Regions from separate parts of the Mus musculus genome. Here region 2 is linked to region 1. A link is a contact called in public HiChIP or PLAC-seq data. All regions are on one chromosome and are shown on one strand. The core of a region is the stretch at or near the end of the contact, and the rest is flanking DNA. Distances in the headings are between cores, read along the strand shown. Region 1 has its middle 51 kb from the start of Ctsc. Region 2 holds the start of Ctsc (cathepsin C).

Region 1 (6,849 bases), core at 1,237-3,736:
GTGGGTCCCACTTGGGTATTGGAGCAATAGTGGTAGTCTCACCTGTCATCGGTGTGTCAGCACTTTTGGGAGACCAGCTTTCTCCTGGCAGGACTTGGGTACAAAGAGTTGTGGCACAGGGTTAGCTCCGAGGCAAAGAGGGAAACTAGAAAGGTCCTGTTCCCTGCTGCTCCGAGGTTCTAGTGACTTTGTGTGTGTGTGTGTGTGTGTGTGTGTGTGTGTGTGTGTAATCTTCTAATAATTTCTCTTTGAGGGTTAAATATTTTCTCATAATCTTTTTCGTGTTTATGATGGAAAAATAAAATTATGATTATAATGGTGTGCCACCCCTAAATAAAGAGCTAGAAGCAATCAAAGACAGCTGGGAGAATGAGAATTAGTCATTCCCAGGGATAAGGGCACTAGATTATTATCCCATCCAAAATATTCAGTCTGAAAATATACACATATGAGCAACAGTAAACAGATTCAGCAAGTTGTATTTATATCTTGTTTGTACTTCTGTATACAACAATAATAATTAAAAACTAAGAGGCCACACATTTGAAAGGGAATGGCAAGGGAACATGGGAGGGGTTGATGAGAAAAAAGAGATAGGGTAAACGATGTAATTATGTTTTAATTAAACAAAAATTAATTATACACATAAAAGAAGGTTTAGGATAGATTAGAGAGATGGCTTAGCAGTTTAGAATATTTGCTAGTTTTATAGAAGACTTGGATTTGATTTCTAGCATGACATAGATGATGTGACAGCTCACAACTGTCTATAACACCAGTTCCGGGAGACCATGAACCCTCTTCTATCATCTGCAGACACAAGGAACATACAAGGTACATATGCATGCAGACACCATAAATACACAAGAGCAAAAGACATGCAGACATCATAAATACATAAGATTCACTTGCATGCAGGTAAAACACTTAAGCATATGAAATTAAAGATGAATAAATATTTAATATATTTAAAAAAGGTAGGTTGAAATCTTTATCCACAAATGATCTGTGGATTAATGGGGGAACAGGGAGAGAAATATTCCAAGATGCTGAAGAAAAATGAAGCAGATCCTACAAGACTCTACACCATATAAAACACACCTGAGATATCAAAAGAAGAGGTATAAGAAAAAATTTTTATTGAGGAATAAAGAGAAGACTCATCTGAAATACCTTTCAAAAATAATCTGTAGAAAGTAAGATGCTTGGTAAATTCACTCAAACATTTTATTTATCCACCTAACAATTCGAAAGTACATTTTAAAAAACCAAGCTTCTTACAAGACAGCTGTGATATTTTGTTAAAGAACAAATCCTTCTTAGTCAGGACCCAGGATCAAAGGAATAATAAAGAAAATAAACACATGAATCCCTTTTACTGTGTGTTGTGTACTATGTTCATTTCTGCATTTATTTCAAACTTGCTATTCAAGAATTTGGTATGCAGTGTTGCAGTTGTTGATGTTTTGCATTTCTAAGAAACTGTGTGCGATGAAGTAGTTGGTGTGAAGAGTTAAGAACTCCAACTAAAATTTAAAAAATAGAAATAACTAAAAATATTTCATGCCCTCATTTTTGAAGCCCTGAAGGTAAAAGTTAGGATTTTATAAAAAGTTCATGCTATGACCCAAGTGGAAAATACATCTTCCTCTTCCATAGCGCTCTGTGCAGAGCAGTAAGGGAGCATGGAAAGTGGGTTAGTTCTAATTACATATAGATAGGCAGAAGCATAGCATTTTGCAGCCTAACAGTCTGCCATCTACTCTGGGGACTGCTATGAAGCAAATGTGGAAGTACACTAAACTGTTATATTTAAAAAAAGAGATCTTGACAGTCAGTAATAATGGATGTAAGGTACAATGTGTCTGTAGAGTGAGTCCACTTTTATATGTGTAAACTGTCACTTTTCAATGACAACGGGGACATATTATACATGTACTGTATATGAGGCACAGTACTTATTCTCCTTTCCCTCCAGAATCTTCTTGTGTAGCCCAGGATAGCCTTAGGATATGAACTCAAATTCTTCTAGCCTTGCCTGTGTTTTGTAACAGATACAGTCAGTAGATCTGTTATTCTGTTACTCTGTTTTCACTAACACCAAGTTTGAAAGCATTCATCTCACATGTTCTTTCCATAGCAGTTTCATTTTAATAGAGGAGAAAGATGAAAACCTGGTTACCTAAAAACCAATTTATTTTAAAGGGAAATAAGCTATTGTGTGCAGTTAGGAAGGACAAACTGCAGAAAAAGGGAATATAGTAAAGTTTAGTTTAGTTTAGAGGTGTAGGACTGTGTTTTTTTGGTTTTGTTTTTTGTTTTTTTGTTTTTGTTTTTTAAGAAAGTTGTCCCTAAATATCTCTTAGAATAATTAGGAGTTAGTCAAAGGCAAAATGGGAGGAAGACAATATCAGGAGGCTCTAAAGTTGAAGAAAGATGGATAAAGTTGAGCTACATCTGAACACAGAAGGAACTGAAAAAGGGTAGTGAAATCGTAAGTAAGAGCCATGTAAGGGACTAGAGTGTCTTAATAGCAGACACCCTTTAGACTCTACAGTTTACAGGAAGCACAATTATTCTTTTGCAGCCATGTGTAAATATGTGTCTCTCAGCTTTGTCCTTCACTAGGAATAGTGAATGCCCTACATTCAGGCTCCAGTCCATGCACTACAGTGTCCCCAGTTTATGGGGACCTTTTTCATCTAATATCAAAACTTGCACTTTTCCCACTCTCCCATAACAATTCACACAACCTTGCTACCATCCTCGATCAGCACAGACTCCTGCCATGGATCTAACCAGACTTTTTGTTTCTTTATTTGAATTATTTAAGGGAGGAAAGGGAGGAAATGAAAGAGAAAATGAATATGAATACAAGAGACAGAAAGTGAAGCAACAAGGAAGAAACTAGAAAGAAAACAAGGCAAGCAATAATCCAAAGTGAGGAAAGCATAGACATGAAAAAATGAAGTTGTAAACTTAAAAAGACCTCAGGGCCACATAACTTGCTGATCCCTAGACCTGTCTGACTCCATACTGGAACCATCTGGAAGATATTCAGCTATTGAGGGGAGGGCATTGATTTGAGAGAAACAGACAGTGAGAAAGAGACAGAGAGAGAATGATATGAGAGAAAGAAGGGAAACATGGGGAGGATTTAAGGGAGAAACAGGAAGAGAGAAAATGATAAAACTATATTTTGATATAAAAAAATCAAAAAACACAAAACAGGCTTATGGTTGGCTCAGCTTTTTTTCTTTCTCTCTCTTTTTTTTTTTGAAGCCTTGTTATTGACAACTTCTTCTTGAATGTGTTTTAAATCAGCCCTCTGTAAATGCTGACATTGCTTAATGTGTGTGTGTGTGTGTGTGTGTGTGTGTGTGTGTGTGCTCAAGGGCTGGAGAGATAGTTCAGTACTTAAGAACACTTCACAGTCATGAGAACTAGAGTTCAGATCTCAACCCAACTGTTTCTGTAAATACTTGAAATGCCAGATCCATGTATGGTAGAAAAGAGGATCATTGTGACTTTCTGGATTCTAGTCTATCCCAGCCTGAGGTGCAAGGAAAGAATGTATCTCAAAAAGAACATATTTTAGGGAGGAGTTGGGGATCTAATAGGTACAGGAAGAAGAGAGTGGAAGGATAGGGATTTATAGTATTTAAAACAATCTATATGCATAGAGTATAAAGTTGCTGAAGAACAAATTCAATAAAGCCATTTTTTACAGGAATGGACAGAAAATTATAGAGGACTGCCAATACTATGTTCCAGTTTCCAAGCACATGTACACACACATACATGCATGATACATATATAGATATATAAATATGCATTAATAATAATTAATTAAAATATGTCTATGCAATCCATGAGAGTACATATAGACCAGATGAAAATGCTTCCTATAGGGGATGACAGAAGAAATACAAAGCTTATTCCTGTGAATCATTTGCAAAACATCTGCAAATGTGGTGTGCATGCACGTTAGCTTGTACTGTTCTATGTGAAGTCCATTCGCTGCATCAATTTTATTTGATATCATCCAACAGCCTCTCAACTTTAGCTGGGTGAGAAGCCAGGTTCTGAGGCTTGTCCTCATTTACTCCTTCCACGCCTTGTTTAATGAGCATTAATTGTTTTGTTTTTGTTTTTCTTTGGGAGAAGGTAGCTTTGTATGAGACAATAGAGAAAATATTTGAAGCTAAAGAACTTGGATTTTAAAGCTGCCTTCACAGCATGTCTGGCCTGTGACTATGGGCAATTAAAATAAGCATTTAGAGGTGCTTCCTTATAAACCAAAAGTAAATGCCTCTTCCCAGCTACTTACGTCATAGGAGTAAGCATCAAATAACATCAGATCTTAGTGCTTTAAATGTCTCATAAATGTTAACGTTTTTTGAGACAGAATCTCCCTGAGGAGCCTTGGCTAACCTGCAACACACTGTAGACTGTGATGGCCTCAAACTCATAGACTTCCACCTGCCTCCCAAGTTCATGTGTAAACTTTTTGACTGTAAGATGGATACTTAATAGTAAAAATGGTAGATTTTTACTTTTACCCAAAGAGATGACAGCTAGGTTATAGTATACTATGCACTGATGTATAATGAGTGGTGTCCATGATGATAAATAAACAAACAAGCAAACAAATAAATAAGAAAGATAATAAATACAATGATAAGTGGCAATCTATGTAATGGTTATTTAGAAATTGTGATGGGAGAGGTGATCCTCGTGTTCTATGCAAAGCATAACATAGCTGCTAGGTGAGGGAATCACTTTTTGGAGTGGTGGTCACTGGTAGGTAGGTTGCCTGCTCACAAGTGTATAAGCCCACACCCATGTGTGTATGAACAACATTATAATTGGTCACACTAGGTTATGTGTTTTAAGGATATAATGTTTGGAGGGAGATATGTGAGGGGCAAACTCCAGAATCACTGGAGAGAGGGACTGAGAGTGAGTATAATCAAGATACATTATATACCTGTATGGAAAAATTTAAAATAATGATTATTAATTTTGACTGTGAATTTGGTTGGATTTAGAGTCACCCAGAAGATATACCTCTCTACATGGATTTTGCTTTTTTTGTTTTTGTCTGTTTGTTTGTTTGTTTGTCTGTCTGTTTGTTTGTCTGTTTGTTTGTCTGTTTGTTTGTTTGTCTGTTTGTTTGTTTGTTTGTTTGTCTGTTTGTTTGTTTGTCTGTCTGTTTGTTTGTTTGTTTGTCTGTTTGTTTGTTTGTCTGTTTGTCTGTTTGTTTGTCTGTTTGTTTGTTTGTTTGTTTTTGTGCTCCCAGTGAGGCTTTACTGAGGAAGGAAGGCTCGCCTTGAATATTGGCAGCAGCAGATCATAACTGGAGATCCATGCGTGAAAAAGGAGGAGAATGGGGACAAGCAAAGCAGCAAAGAAAACTCTCCCCACTGTGTGTGTGTGTGTGTGTGTGTGTGTGTCTGTCTGTCTGTCTGTCCTTCTGTCTGTCTGTCTCTGTCTCACTTTCCTGACTGTGGACACGACAAGGTGCATCACATATATCACACTCCACAGCCCATCTTCCCCATCTAGACGCTCTGCATCCTTCCAAACTGATAGCCCAAAATAAACTCCATCTTCTGAACATTGCTTCTCCCCAGTAATTTATCACAGAGATGAGAAAATGTAATAGAGAAACGTGGTGATTTGAAAGATGAACTAAACGGTTAAAAAGTCATCATAAAATTGAAGAAAGAGCAACTGTTTCAGTTAGAGGAAATCAGAAAACTTCATGCATGATTGCAACCTGCCACAACCACAAAGACAAACAAAAGAACAAAGACAAAACCAAAACCAAAAGAAAAACAGAGATGGACAAAAGAATTTTCTAAATTTTGGCAAATTGTCACTGAAACAGTTGACAGATTCCATGCACTCAATTGAGACTTAATTTTAAGCCAAAAGTTTTAAGGTGTATAAGGAAAGAGCATGATAACACTATGCAACTGAAGTCTACCACTAGAACTTTGGAGAAGTGTAATATTCTGTCAAAATTATAAGAGGACTTGAGAGCAGGAAAAAAGGGCTGAGCTCAAGGTAGAAAGCTACCAATCCAAATAGGCTACTAAAACACTGTTAAAAGGCTTTCATGCATTAAGTAAACATTTATCAATTCCCTCCCATGGTCTACACTGGACATAAGTTAACTAACCCTTGTTGACAATTTGGGGTCTTTGTCATATGCTAATTTACATGTGTTCTTTTAAAAATAAAAACAACCATGCATATCTTACTTAATAAATATCATTCTCCATAAAATGAAAGAAGTGTTCAGTAAAGAAATGGCTGCCTCTAGGTATACCAAGGAAGTTAAGACCAGGTTAAAATATCTCCCTATAGTGTAATGAATTCTCCAAGCATTGGTGGGTCAAAAAGAAACCCAGAGAAGCTCTAAATGTCTCCTTTGACAAAATAGAAAAGGTTAGATTATGAAAGTAGTGATCACAAAAGAGTGTAGCTCTTGAATAAAACAGTAAGTATATCCCAAAACATGTGAAAGTATAGAGAATAAAAGTGTTCCCTTAAACTGAAAAGTCCAAACCAAATCATAACAAGTGTCCATCAGCAAATCACACTTTGCCAAACATCATTGTCAACTGATCCAGACAAAACTAGTCAGGAGACACTAAAGCTAGCAGATAATATTTGAGAAAGAAAAATCTCTTTATGGATACAAACTAAATTAACATAAGCTATTTACCGTCAGCAACTGGTGAAGTACCGAGAAGAAGGTATAATTTTCAGCAGATGACTGTGAATCAAGTCAACATTGGCAATGTGGTGATAAGTCAGCATCCTGTTTGCGCCCATGTG
Region 2 (6,674 bases), core at 1,844-4,343, 52 kb after region 1:
TGTCCCATGTTCTCTCTGCCTCTAAGTTCTTTTATTTTGATGTGAATTCAAGTATGGTGCTTTTCACATTTATTCACAAGGCAGACTGTGGAATCATGATGCCAAATATCATTATATCATTCATTCTTTTAACAAATATGTGGCGAATTAGTTGTATGTTAGGAATTATTTTGGAAACTAGGGTTTAGAGATCTAATGACAGGGGAAAGATGTCCAATAGATATTTATACAGTGTGATGGTTTGTATATGCTCAACCGAGGGAGTGGCACTATTAGAAGATGTGGCCTTGTTGGAGTAGGTGTGTTACCGTGTGTGGGCTTTTAGACCCTCATCTTAGCTGTCTGGGGGTTAATATTCTGATAGCAGCCTTCGGATGAAGATGTAGAACTCTCAGCTTCTCCTGCCCCATACTTGCCTGGATGCTGCCATGGTCCCACCTTGGTGATAATGGACTAAACCTCTGAACCTGTAAGCCATCCCCAATTAAATGTTGTTCTTATAAAAGTTGCCTTGGTCATGGTGTCTGTTCATAGCAGTAAAACCCTAACTAAGGTATATAGTGACAGTCTTAGTAGATACCTCACTGGGTAAAAGTCCTTGCCACCAAGCCTAAATATGTAAGTTTGAACCTGGGACTCATTCGGTAGAAGGCTGGAATTTACTCCATACTATGTGTATCTCCTACATATACAAAATCAATATATAAGTGCAATGAAAAAAAAGCTTAAGAGAGAAGAAAAATGGTTCTAAAACCATAAATATACACAGTGGCAAATGTGTGTGATACCTGAAGTTATCTGTTATTGACTCACTTAGTCACTGTAAAACCAGCTGAGATATAATTACATACACCTTATAAATTAAAGAAAAAGGGGGAAGGAGGAGAAAGAAGAGGAAGAAGAAGAGGAGAAATAAAAGAAGAAGAAGAAGGAGGGGGAGGAGGAGAAGGAGAAGAAGGAGAAGAAGGAGGAGGAAGAGAAGAAGAAGAAGGAGGAGGAGAAGAAGGAGAAGGAGAAGGAGAAGGAGAAGGAGAAGGAGAAGGAGAAGAAGAAGAAGAAGAAGAAGAAGAAGAAGAAGAAGAAGAAGAAGAAGAAGAAGAAGAAGAAGAAGAAGAAGAAGAAAGGCAAAAGACAGTAACAGATCTACAGATTGTGCCACAGCCAGACTTCAAGTCTGAGAAAGTTCCTGAAGATGCTCCCTAAACTTCAAATTGATTTTGTATCATCTAAAAGACTGTTAAAAAATACACTGCTGAAAAGAAATGCTGGAATTTACTTCAACATTCTCTGGTTTGGCAGAGGTATAAGGTAAAACTCAGAAACTTGCATAACTTAGTTTATAAACTGGCACTGGAATTACACTTCCTGAGCCACACTATACAGTACCATCTCGGAGGCCCAAGGACAAGTGTGTATTGCTTAGAAACTCATATTATCTTATATCACTCAACATATACTAAACTTTGGGGCGTGCAACTTGCACATGTTTCTTGCTGATTCTCCCTAACTGGCAATGACATTTGACAAGTGATTCAACTCTCTAAATCTCCATTTCCTAATATCAGGATGCATTCATTAATCCAAAGTGACCCACAATCTTTGCCATTGACTTTAGAAAGGCTGCTTTAATTTCTTTTTAACAAGTAAGTGTTCTACTTTGATTATGTCCATCAAAGGAATTCCCAGATCCCACGTTTAGCTCTAAGATATGGATCATTTAGTAAAATGTTTCAACAACGACAAACTGTAGAAATTTAGGAAAGTGATGCTATCTGTAATGGGGCCTTTAAAAGAAAATGCTAGCTTAATTATACAATGTCAATTCTTAATCCTATAAAGGCTTTTGAGATCTAGAAGGTGTCAGCTCCTCCCCATTTAGCTCTTGTAGCCTAGTTTCATATGAAAGAACACTCTAGCCCCTTAGTTATCAAGAAGGACCCCTATCAAAGTGTGCCTTCAGGCTTAGAAGCCTGAGTGTTTTTAAAGCAGAATTCAGAGACAGAAGTGGTTTGTTCTTCAACCACATTGCTTCCTCGGACTGCATGTACTCAGTGGAAAAAAAAAAAAAAAAGTCTGCACATAAATATCTGTGATCTGTGGGATGGGGTTTAAAAAGAAACAAAGTGCACAAGCCTACTAGGTCAAAGAGGCTCATCAAGTCTGCCTGGTTCATCTCTGTATTCTCAGATTAGCTCAGAATGATCATGATCCCAGCCAACAACAGCCAGGCAACTCAAAACAGCTCTCACAAGAGCAGGATGCTTCGCTAAAGATTACTACTTAACAATTGCAGGCAAGAAGACTGACAGAGGAGGCAAGGTTCAACTATGCTCCCTTCAGCTCGCCCTTGGGAAAGCCTGACACAGGAGCTCAGAAGACCACTTCATCCTGAGCAAGCTACTTCCTCTTTCTCTAATTCTTGCTTTCATTCTGAAAACAGAAGGGCTTGAGCAATGTGATCACAATGTGATCACCCCAGTCACCCGCAACCCCCACCCCATTCAACTTAATCCTAATAAAGTTCCAGGGAGGGAAAACAAAACAGATTCACCCAACCTGTAAAGGTTCACTACAATTGAAATCTTCGGGTAAACAGGCAGACCGGAAACCAAAGAAAACCCTGAAGATAAAAAGCTAGATTTGGTAAATGGAACAGAAATTCTCAAGACTATCTTAGGTTAGCTAGTAAAGTTTTTCCACGGAGTCAGAAATGCAGGAAAGTGCACCAAAAACAAGAGAAAGAGAATTAGCCTCAGTAGACTTTAAGACTCTTGTCAACCCTGTATTGCACAGGGTAGATTCTATTTTAATCACACTGGCATTACAAAACACCGCTACAGAGTTCTCAGCTTTGGCGTTCCTTGAAAGGCAGAGGTCCCCAAAGGCCACTTTCCTTCTTCCTCCTAGTGGTGCCTGTCCCCACCCTACACTGTCACTAACTAACTTCCTCAGGCCACCTCGTGCTGCCTCACCTAGTCACACCCTGTCCCTCCCTACATCTCAGTCACTCCACGCCCCCGTCCTCACAGCCTCGCCGCTCCTCCCCCACCTCATTCTGTTCTCACCACCCTGTAACCCCGCCCCGCGGACCCTGGGTTTCCGGGCTCTTGGGTATTTTAAGGCGGGAGCCACTAGGGTCGCCTGACTGCCATCGAGTGGTGTTCCAGTTGAACTTGCTTTCTCTGCCATCTGCTCCGCGGGCGCCGTCAGCATGGGTCCCTGGACCCACTCCTTGCGCGCCGTCCTGCTGCTGGTGCTTTTGGGAGTCTGCACCGTGCGCTCCGACACTCCTGCCAACTGCACCTACCCTGATCTGCTGGGCACCTGGGTGTTCCAGGTGGGCCCTAGAAGTTCCCGAAGCGACATTAACTGCTCGGTGATGGGTAAGCGGCTTCCCAGGGTCCCGAGTTGTCCTTTTCTGTCCCTGAGTCCTTGCCTTGGGGCCGGCGTTTCTGGGTGACTGGAGAGTTAAGAGCTGACGAACGGCCCCTTGGGGGATCAGAGCCAGGGCCGCTAAGTTGAATTTGAGCTGCTGAGAACTTCTAACTTTACACTTATTTTCCTGATTATCTCACAACTCATGTTCAAGGAAACGCGCCCCTGGTTTTTTACTTGTTTTATTTGCTTTGATTTCTTAGAAGCGAGTGGAGAACTGCTTTCTTGACCCTTCACTCAGGTCTGACAGGTTCTTGTTTTTAAAATTCAGAGTCTTGACTGCTGAGCTCAGACTCTAGGAGTTAGCCTTTTTTTTTTTTTCTTTTTTTTTTTTTTTCTTTTTTTTTTCTTTTTCTTTCTAATGGGGGCGCTCCTTCTTTCCCTGTGAGGTAGTGGGAAGAGACCACTTCAAACTGGGCCTGTTTTATCTGCTACTTTCCTTGACATTTCTGGACGCCTTGTTTAAGGAATTTCGAGAGATATACAAAAGCTTTTTCCTGTCTCTTTTGTCACATTTTACAGTAGTGTTTGGATATGACGGAAGCAAACGCAATGCCTAACACTTGGCTCTCAGTGAGTATGTAGTAAATGAAGACTGGGGCATTCCACGTGCCTCGGATATAGGAAAACAGTAGTACAGATAAGAAGAGTGACACTTATGGTCTCCCCAGTCAGAGTTGCACAGAGAAACTCAACTCTGAACTGTAGTTTTCTTGTGAGTAGAATAAATGCTGTCATATATCCCACCTCCCCTGCCTCCAACAAGGAGTCATTTACTAAATTCCAGGTGACTGGGTTTAGCTTAATCCTGGGTGGTGTCTACAATTGTTTCTTTTCTAAATTTGAGCATGGAGATGAGGCAGAAGGGAGAGAAAAGGTTTGCATCGCCTTATCATATGAAGTCTCTGATAAGTTATTCCTTCACGGTAAAATGAGCTAATTCAAGCCAGATCAGGGACCTATCTACCTATCTGTCTGTCTATCTATCTATCTATCTATCTATCTATCTATATCTCAGGTTTATTTGGAAACTGCTTTTGGCAGGGGAGGCAAGATCACAGATCAGGGAAACAGCCTTGGGAAGGGAGACAGAGGAGAAGGGGAAGAGATTGAAAGTTCCCATGGAGAGAAGGTCTGAAGATAGAAAGGACAAGAGGCCGGGCAGTGGTGGCACACACCTTTAATCCCAGCACTTGGGAGGCAGAGGCAGGCGGATTTCTGAGTTCAAAGCCAGCCTCGTCTACAGAGTGAGTTCCAGGACAGCCAGGGCTACTCAGAGAACCCTGTCTCGAAAAACCAAAAAAAAAGGAAGGACAAGAGACCAAAATGACTGGATTATATAGGGAAGAGCCTCTGGTGGAAGGGCAGCCCAACCCTTAGGCTGGAAAGTTCAAGGTTTGGTACACCAGGTAGGGACATAGGGATACTGGAAGAACCTGAAGGTCAGGCCTGCCTTGATGTGTAAAATATGCACTTAAGCCCCTGGGGTGGGGGTGGGGGGGGCTTGCTGAAATCCAACAGTCTCCATCTAGCTTGTTAATCTGAAAGAAAGACAGAGACAGACAGAGAGAGAGAGAGAGAGAGAGACTAATGTGTAAAACTCTAAGATGGACACAGCTGAACAGCTGAATAGCCTCTACCTATAAATCTACTTTTGACTCTAATCCAACAGTTAAAGACACACAGAAGCAGAGCAGTGGTGGCACACGCTTTTAATCCCAGTACTTAGGAGGCAGAGGCAGGTGGATTTTTGAGTTCGAGTCCACCATGGTCTACAGCGAGAGTTCAGGGACAGCCAGTGCTATACAGAGAAACTCTGTCTCAAAAAATCAAACCAAACCAAACCCAACCCAAAAAGACCCTGTTATTATGCAAGTTAAACATTAGTACCTATCAACTCAAATTATTTTTATATCTTTGAGGAGAGAGGTAACATTTACGTCAGTGTTCCCCCCCCACCCCCACCCCCCGTTTTTTCAAGACAGGGTTTCTCTGTGTAGCCCTGGCTGTCCTGGAACTCACTTTGTAGACCAGGCTGGCCTCGAACTCAGAAATCCGCCTGCCTCTGCCTCCCAAGTGCTGGGATTAAAAGTGTGCGTTACCACACCCGGCTTAAGTCAGTGTTTTTATGTAGTCTTTTTTTTTTTTTTTTTTTTTTTGATCAGTTTTTTTTTTCTTTTTCTTTTTAGCTTGCCCCCATTTCTCTAATTTTGAACAGTCCCCTCCCCATTTTTTACAAGAAGAAAATATTTTCTCTCCCTGCCTCCCTCTCCCAGGTCCCTCTTCTCTCTCGGAGACAGTGCCTTGCTATATAGCCCTGGTTTGGATGTAACAGTGTGTAGACCAGGCTGGATTTAAACTCACCTACTTCTGACTCTGGATTAACACACCCAGATGGGAAGATATTTTAAGTGTTTGGTTGATCTCTCTGCCAATGTGCTAGCTGACACCACAATGTTCTTCACAGACTTGCCAGGAGCCCTTCTTCATCACCATACAGAGGGAACAAAATTGAGACTTGAGGAGTGTGGGTGGGTGGGTGGGGGAGCACTCTCATAGAGGTAAGGGGATGGAGGAGAGGATAGTGGGTTTCCAGAGTGGAAACTCGGAAGGAGGATAACATTTGAAATGTAAATAAATAAAATAACCAATTAAAAAAAAATTGAAAAAAAAACAAGTCTTTTCTGGCAAAGTCTCACTATGTATCCCTAGAGAACCTAGAATTTATTATGTAGTCCAGGCTAGTCCCTTAACAATCTGCCTGTCTCCAGATCCCCAGTGCTGAGTTTATAATCTAATACTTGTCCTGTTAGGTCCAGGAGAGACTGATTTTTTTCATGACACAAATCTTGAATCCCAGTTAGGTTGCAAGGTTGAAAGTACCTTACAATAGAATATTGAGGAGGTGGGTACTGGGTGTTGGGTTAACATTGATTTGTTATACATTTTGTTTTCTTTAGAAGCAACAGAAGAAAAGGTAGTGGTACACCTTAAGAAGTTGGATACTGCCTACGACGAGCTGGGCAATTCCGGGCATTTTACCCTCATTTACAACCAAGGCTTCGAGATTGTGTTGAATGACTACAAATGGTTTGCGTTTTTCAAGGTTAGTTTCTGTTACCTGTTATTTCTAATCTAAAATTTCTCCTGATTAGGAACCTCGGGAGTGCTCCTTTTACACCAAGAACATAACCTGAATAGACACTCACTTTTCTAAGACTAGTCAACAATTGTAAATT

Evidence for each region. HiChIP or PLAC-seq counts read pairs in DNA pulled down with a chosen protein or histone mark.
Region 2: a contact with region 1 is called in an H3K4me3 HiChIP or PLAC-seq map of the 230-238 cell line, with 77 read pairs. The contact joins the promoter of Ctsc here to the enhancer-like site in region 1. A contact is called at or near these places in 6 of 39 promoter capture datasets (the C10 cell line, hippocampal neurons, liver and 2 more), 3 of 15 datasets of contacts at CTCF or cohesin (CD8 T cells, the G1E-ER4 cell line and pro-B cells), 47 of 484 Hi-C or Micro-C datasets (the 63-12 cell line, B cells, the BV-2 cell line and 32 more), 13 of 115 datasets of contacts at active chromatin or transcription factors (the 230-238 cell line, CD8 T cells, bone marrow-derived dendritic cells and 7 more) and 4 of 9 other capture datasets (adipose tissue, bone marrow-derived macrophages, liver and 1 more).

Annotation. Positions count from the first base shown.
Region 1 is chr7:88,223,450-88,230,298 of GRCm38.p6, forward strand. No RefSeq gene overlaps it. Among named protein-coding and RNA genes, the nearest start is that of Ctsc, 51 kb to the right of the region's middle. Within about 2 kb of position 2,487, at least 45 of the 459 cell types and tissues checked have an H3K27ac peak or open chromatin away from gene starts, as enhancers often do. A contact at or near this core is called in the 230-238 cell line, the 63-12 cell line, B cells and 14 more, where this site is marked.
Region 2 is chr7:88,274,992-88,281,665 of GRCm38.p6, forward strand. Ctsc (cathepsin C) reads left to right here and starts at 3,094. Exons shown (of 7, transcript NM_009982.5): 1 at 3,094-3,383; 2 at 6,396-6,541. The coding sequence starts at 3,212.